Regions from separate parts of the Pan troglodytes genome. Here region 1 is linked to region 2. Evidence: chromatin contacts called from public capture Hi-C data. All regions are on one chromosome and are shown on one strand. The core of a region is the stretch at or near the end of the contact, and the rest is flanking DNA. Distances in the headings are between cores, read along the strand shown. Region 1 overlaps EML1 (EMAP like 1). Region 2 has its middle 7.3 kb from the start of EML1.

The links. Capture Hi-C pulls out chosen DNA fragments and counts their contacts.
Region 1: a capture Hi-C map of stem cell-derived neural stem cells shows a contact between it and region 2, with 4 times the contacts expected there. The contact joins two enhancer-like sites. A contact is called at or near these places in 3 of 7 Hi-C or Micro-C datasets (induced pluripotent stem cells and stem cell-derived neural progenitor cells) and 1 of 1 other capture datasets (stem cell-derived neural stem cells).

Annotation. Positions count from the first base shown.
Region 1 is chr15:97,884,831-97,889,073 of NHGRI_mPanTro3-v2.0_pri, reverse strand. The region is part of intron 4 of EML1 (EMAP like 1); the gene reads right to left. Among named protein-coding and RNA genes, the nearest start is that of EVL, 87 kb to the left of the region's middle. Within about 2 kb of position 2,548, at least 3 of the 24 cell types and tissues checked have an H3K27ac peak or open chromatin away from gene starts, as enhancers often do. A contact at or near this core is called in stem cell-derived neural stem cells, where this site is marked.
Region 2 is chr15:97,730,119-97,734,790 of NHGRI_mPanTro3-v2.0_pri, reverse strand. No RefSeq gene overlaps it. Among named protein-coding and RNA genes, the nearest start is that of EML1, 7.3 kb to the left of the region's middle. Within about 2 kb of position 2,375, at least 7 of the 24 cell types and tissues checked have an H3K27ac peak or open chromatin away from gene starts, as enhancers often do. A contact at or near this core is called in stem cell-derived neural stem cells, where this site is marked.

The DNA.
Region 1 (4,243 bases), core at 1,299-3,798, 150 kb before region 2:
AGTGCAGTCTGAGCTGGGAGGCTCACACCAACAGACACCAGTGCGGTCAACACCGCAGAGGCAGCTGTGAACACGTATGTCTAAGTCCAAATCCCTGAATGTGTTCACTGTGGACTTTGGGCACAGGGATGGTCTAAGAGTGGTTGGTTTTTACTCATCTGATAAAGCTCCTATTTGCTGCACCATAGACTGGCATTTATAAGGAGGAGAGTCCAGTGGACGACGTGTCCAGGCTGCAACTCAACAGATATTCACTGTGCCTCAGAGCGGGGATCTGCTCTTATCTCTTTCATCTACATTAACTAACCTAACCCCATGTTCCTGAAAGGGGGCTCTAGGGTCAGATCTTGCAGGTCTTCGACACGTGGTGACATGTGTAAGAAGTCCTGGGTAACTAGGATCAGAGTGGAACTAATAGGAGCCCCGTGCTGTTTGAGCAGAGATACTTGCTTTTGAAAGTGATTAATAAGGCTTGATAGAGGAGGAGTCCATTCCAAAGTTAAACATGTGATTTCCCTACAATTTATTAATCCAGAACAACTTTGGCTCTTGGAATAACATGACTTCTTTTTGTTTGAGACAGGGTCTGGCTCTGTCGCACAGGCTGGAGTGCAGTGGTGTGATCTCGGCTCACTGCAACCTCCACCTCCTGGGCTCAAGCCATCCTCTCACCTCAGCCTCCCAAGTATCTGGGACTACAGGCATATGCCACCAAACTCGGCTAATGTTTAGATTTTTTGTAGAGACAGGGTTCCACCATGTTGTCCAGGCTGGTGTCAAACTCCTGGGCTCAAATGATCTGCCTGTCTTGGCCTCCCAAAGTGCTGGGATTCCAGGTGTGAGCCACTGGGCTCAGCCACATGACTGCTTTTAAAAATGACTTCATGTGATGAAATAAAGTTCCTGCTGGAAGTCAGAATACTCCACCATGGAAATAATGACTCTATAAAAATTGTCCTGAAGCAGCTTTTTATTAGAAATAGGGTCATTTAAGAACCATCTATGCAAAATGTTTAGAAGTTGCTGGAGACTTTATTTGGGACAAAAGCGACTGCTTCATAGACATTTCCAACCAATACTTCCCAGCTTAACATGGTGGAAGGAGCACAGATTTTGAGGCCAGCTGGATCCGTGCTCTAGGGCTTGGGTGAGGGGCTTCACCTCCACCAGCTTAACCTCCTTAATCTAAAAATGGGAATAAAACCACTGTGAGGAACAGGTTATTGGCACGATTAAATATGTTACAATGCGTCCAATATGTGTTATTAATTAATATGGCTTCCCTCTTCCTCCTTTCACTGCAAAAACCTTTGTATTTCCAGACTCCTCAGCTAACAGTCTCAAAACTAAAACAATATGAAGAATATTAGCACTTATCATTTTGAAATTTATTAAAACATAAATGACCCCATGGCTTGAAGAGTGAAACATTTTTTTCAGTAAAAAGATGCTTAAGTCTCATCTTCCAGTGTAAAATGTGGTGTTAAAATTGTCTACCCATAGGTGGTGCTGTTTACATAGTTCTTGAATGGCTGTGGCTTTCAAATGAAACACAGTCATGGGCCAGACACGGGTGTTTCTGTCAATGATGGACCACATAGATGTCTGTGGTCCCACAAAATTATAATACTGTATTTTTACGGTATCTTTTCTATGTTTAGATACACCAATATTTAACACTGTGTTACCACTGCCTGCAGTATTCCCTATAGTCATGTGCTGCACAGGTCTGTAGCCCGGGAGCAGCAGGCTAGACCATCAGGCTGGACCATGAAGGTTTCTGTAAACACACACTCCATGATGTTCACACAATGAGAAAACACCTAACAACGCATTTCTCAGAATGTGCCTGTCATTAAGTGATGCCTGATCGTATACAATATCCTTCCATCCATTCAACAAATAGTTATTGAGCACTCATGTTCACCAAGTGCTGTGTAAAGTACTAGAGATACAAAGAATAAGAATGGCACGGCCTGGGCCTCCAGAGCCTAAGGGAGGGCAAGGGGTGTGTGCAGCATGGTGAAGGGAGAAGAGCTACAGAGTCACAGATAGTTAACAGGCAGTTACGACACCATCTGAAAAGCACTGCTCTCAGACTAGAGGGCCAGGGGAGGCTCCCAGAAAAAGGGGATCCTGAGTTGGGTCTCGAAGGATGAGCTGGAGTTCATCAAAAACAGTCATCTTCCCTGCCCCCACCCCCAGTTCCAGATACATCCGCCTGTCACTTGGGAGAGGGGAAAACCCCTCCTCCTCCTAGGTGCTAGAAGGTGTTTGCCTTAGAACAATTCATTAAGCTACGAATTTGCTTGTGTGGTTTTCTGCATCTGTGCTTTATTTTATGATAAAGTAAAAAGAATTTTCTAAATATGCTATCTTCTTACTTAGATCGGCATGTCTTTAATTAGGTCTGGGCTTGATCGCCTATTCATGAGTTAAGGGCCACTGGTATTTCCTTCTCAGTGAGCGCCTGTGCAGACCCTTTACCATTTTTCTATTCCGTGGATTATCTTGTTCTCCCATTTGTGAGTCCTTTGGGAATTAAGCAAAGCAGCCCTGCAGGCATTGTGCCACTGACATTTGTTAGGAGAATGAGTCTTTCTGTGCTGCTCCTTCCCACTCCCTGCCATGCCTTGGACTACGTTCTGTACACAGCAGGTGCTCCATAAGTCCAGCACAGCAGTGAAACTGAAAGAGCAAGGTGAGAACAATTTTCAGAATTTCTGATTCCTCGCTTTTCAGGCTGGGATAAAGGCAGAAACAGGCGCTGGGGAATTCCAAGACATCCCCAAGAAAAAAGGCCCTGCAAGCAGGGGAGTGGGAGGGACACAAGTGTGCAGGCCTCAACTCCAACAGTCTGGGATGCAGACATGACACTCACAGCTGCCACTGTGGCGAGCCGACCGCAGACCAGCTCTGCACTGAGGCTCCTATGCATGGGATCTTAGGCACCCTGTGAGGCAGGTACCACTTTTATTGCTACTGAGGAAAACCCCAAAGAGATTAAGTCACTTGTTCACAATGACAAAGCAAAGCAGCAGAGCTGGGATTAACACTTGGCTGTGGCAATAAAGGCCCATCATCTTAACCTTCTTTTGTTATAGTGATCAGGGCAAAAAGATTCATTCGACTAATGCTTGTTGAGCACCTACTGTGTGCTGGGCATTGTTCTAGATGGTGGCCTGCTCTGAGTGGATTAGTGAAACTTGTTTGGTACTTAAACGTCCAACTGAAGTACTTCGGACTGGAAACATGATGAACCACATCTAAAATAACATTGCAAGAGTGCATTTATTCACACAAAGACATGCTCATTTAGCAAATGAAGAAGGGATCACAAAATATGCACAAGAATGGCATTTATGTCAAAATTATACACTACACTCATATAGCACCCTGCAAATAAAAGTCCACGTGGAAATGTAATGACTGTTGGCTGTGAGTTCGCTGAGTGGTGAGACTGCAGGTGATTGTTGTTTCTTCTTTTTAGTGCATCTAGATTTTTTTTTTTTTTTTTTTTTTTGAGGAAGGGTCTCATTCCCATTGCTCAGTCCGGAGTACAGTGGTATGATCGCAGCTCACTGTAGTCTCAGCCTCCCAGGCTCGAGCAATCCTCCCACATCAGCCTCTCAAGTAGGTGGGACTACAGGTATGTGCCAACACGCTCAGCTAATTTTTGTATTTTTTGTAGAGATGGGGTCTTGCCATGTTGTCCAGGCTGGTCTTGAACTCCTGGGCTCAAGTGATCCACCCGCCTCGGCCTGCTGAAGTGCTAGGATTACAGGAGTGGGCCACCACGCCTGGCCTAGATTTTCTAAAACAAGTTACTTGTATAATAAATAAATGGCCTCAAAAAAGGAAAAAAGTTGTGCTGGGGAAAAGTGCGCAATGTGTTGGAGAGGCATGCGTGTCAGGGCACAAAAGGGAACGAGGAGCTGGTGGATGAAGGGCCCGGAGCCCCAGCCAAGGAGCACTGTTGAGCCGACGGCAGCAGTGATGCTATCGTAAAGGAAAAACAACTTTGCGCCCTGAAGAGCCCTGAGGTGAAATAGTCACCAAATGCTAGAGCTTTAGAAAGGACAGGCGCTCAAGGTGTCCAGCCCAGTGGTTCTCGACCTGACAGCTGTACTACGGGGCTGTCTGATCCCGGGGTTGAGGGGGCACAACACAAAAGGGCGCCACACCTAACATGCCAACGTCTTCACTATTTTGAGGTGGGTTTTTTTTTTTTTCATGTTTGTTG
Region 2 (4,672 bases), core at 1,126-3,625:
GCCCAGGCCCCTCCCCGGCTGCCACCGCCTGAAGGAAGGCCGGCCCCTGGGTTCCCACACTGTTTGGCCAGCCAGCACCAGCACTGGCGGGAAAGTGTCCCTGGCGGGACAGAGGAGGGTCAGTGATCAAAGGTGGAGGGGCAGCCAAGCGTGGCGGGGGTCAGGGAAGAGGCCCCGCTTCCCACCCGTACCTCCCCCACCGCTGTCACCTGCTGCCCCGCACTCACCCGGCCCTGGCTGGGCCTCAGGAGTGCAGCCTCTCCCTGCTGGAGACCCCTCAGACTTGGGTTCCCCCTGTACACAGAGCCAGGACAGGTGAGGAGCAGGGAGCCTTATGTGGGGCCTTGGTGGCCACGACTTGAAGGACAATGGATGTCCACACTGGATGGCCCCAAGCTCCTGGCTGTGTGGCCTTGGGCAGGTTAGCCCATCTCGCTGGACGTGGGGTGAGGACAGAATGCATGCCACACAGCAGGGGCCCAGTCCACGGCGACGCGTCTGATGTTTGTCCACTGCCTTGGGTTCAAGGAGACACCTCCTTGTAGTCCAGGTCAGGCCTGACACACCAGCTCCACACAGAGCATGAGACACACACAGATGTGGAGACTCATCCGCACAGCCTCACACATGGGGGGCCAGACAGATACCCGGAGACTAGGGAACAGGAACACGAAGAGGTACGGAGAGACACGCAGAGACACACACGTGCACGTGGGGCTCACATGCACGCACACACGTGCACCTGCTCCAGCAAAGCTCTGCGAGCTGGTTCCAAACACCCAGGGCCCCCTGTCCAGCCCAGGCACCCCTGACTGACCGCTGCCTGGGTGGCCTTGGGCAACCCTCCCAGCGTCCAGGCTCCCAGCCAGGAAAGAAGCCCGCGAGGGGCATGCAGCTGCACCGGGTGTCCCTGGGCTGAGGGTGTGGGCAGCTCTTGGCTTCCTTGGGCTATCCCCTCACCTCTGGGGTGGCGGCCAAGGAGCCACCGTCATTTGGGAGGGGGCAGGGAGGTGATGGGGAGGCCTCCCAGGTTCAGGCTCCTGGGCTCAACAGCAGGGGCAAGGGCCCCAGAGATAGCCCACCGCACCCTCTGCCCTCTGGCCCTGCGATGGGGCAGGCTGCCACCTCTCGGAGCCTCATCTGTAGCACAGGGGCCTGGAGGTACAGTAAAGCTGGCTCAGGGTTGGCCGTACAGCGCGCCCAACAGGTGAGGCTCATGGCCAGCACAGCGTGACTCGAATCATTGGGGATCCTCACCCAGTGTCTGCCACTGGCCGATGGGCTCTTGCCCTGGGCCCAGGGTGCTCCTGTGCGGGCTGCTGCTCATGCCGGTCTCTGCCTGGCCTCGCCCTGGGCCCACGGAGCCCCATCCAGGGCAGGCTCCAAACGGGATGCAGCTGGCAGGTGTCCTGCACAGGGACCTGCAGCCTTGCCCTTGGCACCCAGAATTAGCAGGCTGCCTCCCGCAGGGTGGGGGGGACCCCTCTGCCTGGCCACCCGGGGTCTGGTCCCCGCAGGGGCTGCCCAAGAAGTGAGCACCAGGTAGGTGACTATGGTTTTCTCTGGTGAGAAGGATTTACTGGGGAGAGGCTGCGTTCCAGAAGAAATGAGTGTTTTTAAAGCTCCAGGCCAAGGCAGGGCCTTGACTCTGTCCCTCCCCACCCCTGGCCCTGGATTCAGAGAAATGACCCTCCCTCCCACTGTGAGTCCCCTTCCGTCTGCCAGAAATACCCCCAGTGACTGCCGGGGAGGGTGCGGGTGGGGGTGGGGGTTATTTTTGGACATCCAGAGATGCCTGAGGCTGGAGCCTGGGGTGAGGCTGGAGCCTGGGGTGAGGCTGGAGCCCGGGGTGAGGTCCGGAGCCCAGGGTGAGGTCTGGGCAGATGTGAATTTAGTCACTCCAACTGACTGGACCAGCATAAGGCGCTCGGTGCCCGCTCGGCCAGGACTGCCAGGAGGGGCCGGCTCAGGCTTCTGCCAAGTCCCATCCAGAACCTTCCCAGGTGGGCAGCTAATTGCTGGGACACAGGGCATGGTCCTCTGTCTACCCACATTGGCTGTCACTGAAGCCCAGCAGAGCCACCGCCTCCAGCCCCAGCACCCAGAGCACAGAGGAAGAAAACCTCCCACCTGGCCATAGCTGGGCCAAGGCTCTCACCCCACACTCGGCAGCCCAAGGTCCCTGAAGCCACCCCCAACCCAGCCTAGGCTCCTAGGCACCCTAGAGGGCTGGGCCAGCTTAGGGTCTCCCGCCGCAGGTCGCTAGGGCAGAGGGCAGGGAGGTTTCCAAAGGTTTTCAGAGTTCAGCAGCTCAGCCCTGGGGAAGCTAGTGCCTGGGGAAGGCGGGCCCCCAGGAATGTGCAGGCCGGAAGCCTCCTGCCGGGACGCGAGCGTAGATCAAACACGTCCAGGTTTACAGAGAAGGGGACAGGCTCAGAAAAGGCTACCACTGGCCGAGGTCACAAGAGAGGGAGTGGCAGGGCAGGGCGGGGCCCGCAGTCTCTGGGGCCGCTTAGTGAGGGCATCCCCCGGCCTCCCCGGCGGCGGCAGCAGCCTGCACCCCGCCCGAGCCCCCCGACCCCGCGCACTCCCCGCCAGAGCTGCGAGTTCCCGCCCGGCGCGCCTCCTGGCCGGCCTGCCAGCGCCCCAGACCCAGGCCCGGCTCCCGGCGAGGCCTGCGGACCCACCCGCCAAGCGACCGCTGCACCCGCCCGGGGGGCCGTGCCTGCGCCCCCAGCAGCTGCCAGACCTCACCGCGCCTCGGGAGACCCATCTGTGAAATGGGGGTAGCTATCCCACCCCTACGCCGTGGCCAGAGGTTGCCACTGCCGACCCCCGGCCTCCCCGCTGACCCCGCTTCCGGGAGCGGGGCTGGCGTCCCCTCGGCCCACCCACTCCGCGCCTCGGGACCCTCCGCGCCTGGGGACGGTGCCGCCCGCTCCGCCTGGGCGGGAGGGCGAGCCCGAGCTCTGCGCCAGCGCGCCACCGTGCGGCTCTTCCGGGGACTGCGCCGCCTTGCCTGCAGAAAAGCCCTCCCTTCCCTGCAGGTGACAATGACCAGACTCACAGTGCCAGAGCCCGACCCTCGTGTGGATACTAATTCCCCTCCAACCCTAGGAAGTGGGTCCTATTATTTGTCCTCCCTTACATATGGGGAAACTGAGGCCCAGGCAGGTGGGGGCAGGATTTGACCCCAGGTAGCCTTGCTGCATAGCCTTGGGTTTAATCCTATCCATCTTGCCTGGGTCCGGGGGGGTCAGCTTCACCTGGACTGGTGGCACCGGCCCATGCACATTGGGATCTACTGGGAGACTTAAAAAGAAAACAGTTGGGCCGGGCGCCGTGGCTCACGCCTGTAATCCCAACACTTTGGGAGGCCTAGGAGGGTGGATCATCTGAGGTCAGGAGTTCGAGACCAGCCTGGCCAACATGGTAAAACCCCGTCTCTACTAAAAAAATATATTAAATACAAAAATTAGCTGGGCGTCGTGGCACATGCCTGTAATCCCAGCTACTCCGGAGGCTGAGGAACCCAGGAGGCGGAGGTTGCAGTGAGCAGAGATTGTGCCACTGCACTCCAGCCTGGGCAACAAGAGTAAAACTACATCTCAAAAAAGAAAAAAGAAAAAGAAGAGTTTCTGGGCCCCACCCCAGAGGCTGATTCACCTGGCCCAGGTGGCTCCCCCATGCAGCATGGACTGAGAGCCACCTGCCCCTCACAGAAAGCCCAGTCTATGGAAGAGGAAGTGGCTCAGAAAGGAAGGGCAGGATGGCCCCACCGGCAGTGACAGTGGGGCTGGGGGGTTCTGGCTCTGCACTTCCCAGCCATCTGGGATTCCTGGGGCGTGCAGAAGACAAGCCCAGGCCTGCAGGGATAGGGCATGCTGAGCCTGTGGAAGGCCACTGGATGCAAAGGGCCATGGGTTCAAGTGCTGACTCCACTATGGCCCAGCTGTGGCTCTGGCCTTGACTTCCCCATCTGTGAAATGGGGCATAGTTGGCTCCTGTTTCCTGGCAGGATTTGAAGAAATCATGGTGTGAAGGCTCAGGCTCAGCAACAGACAGATATTTGCCAAATCAGGGGATGGTCAAGCCGGGAACTTGAAGTCTCTGGAGGGAGCCGATCCCTCCAGGCCCCTCCAGACAATGCTGGGTTGCGTCGCTGCAGTACTGAGGCTTGGTAGCCTGTGGCCCTTTTAGATGGACTGTGAAGGAAGTGCTGTACTGTGGGGACTAGGCCCAGCCACAGTAGGAGGCAGAGGGCATGGCCTGTGGGAAGCTTAGGCAGGTGTGTGGGTACTGGTGAACCTCAGAGACTCAGAGAAGGGCTGCAGAGGGCGGGGCGGGGGGGGGGTCACAGCAGAGCAGGCCGGGGAACAGTGCCCGGCTGGGGGCTTGGGAACAGGACGCTGGGAGACAGCGGCATTTGGGGTGGCTGTGGGAAGGGGCTGCTTGTGGCCAGGGATGAGTTTGACCAGGTGGCTGGAGGCTGAGCCCGGGCATACCATTCTCAAAGTGAGTGGTGAGTTTGGGGGCCCCTCAGACAGCGAGCTGGAAATGGAGAGGGTGGAGGGTGCAGCTTGATGAGGGGCTGGCCAGGTACCCACGTGGTCAGGCGAGGTGCTAGGGGAGCAGGAGGACCCTCGCTCTGCAAGAACGCTGCAGTTCTCGA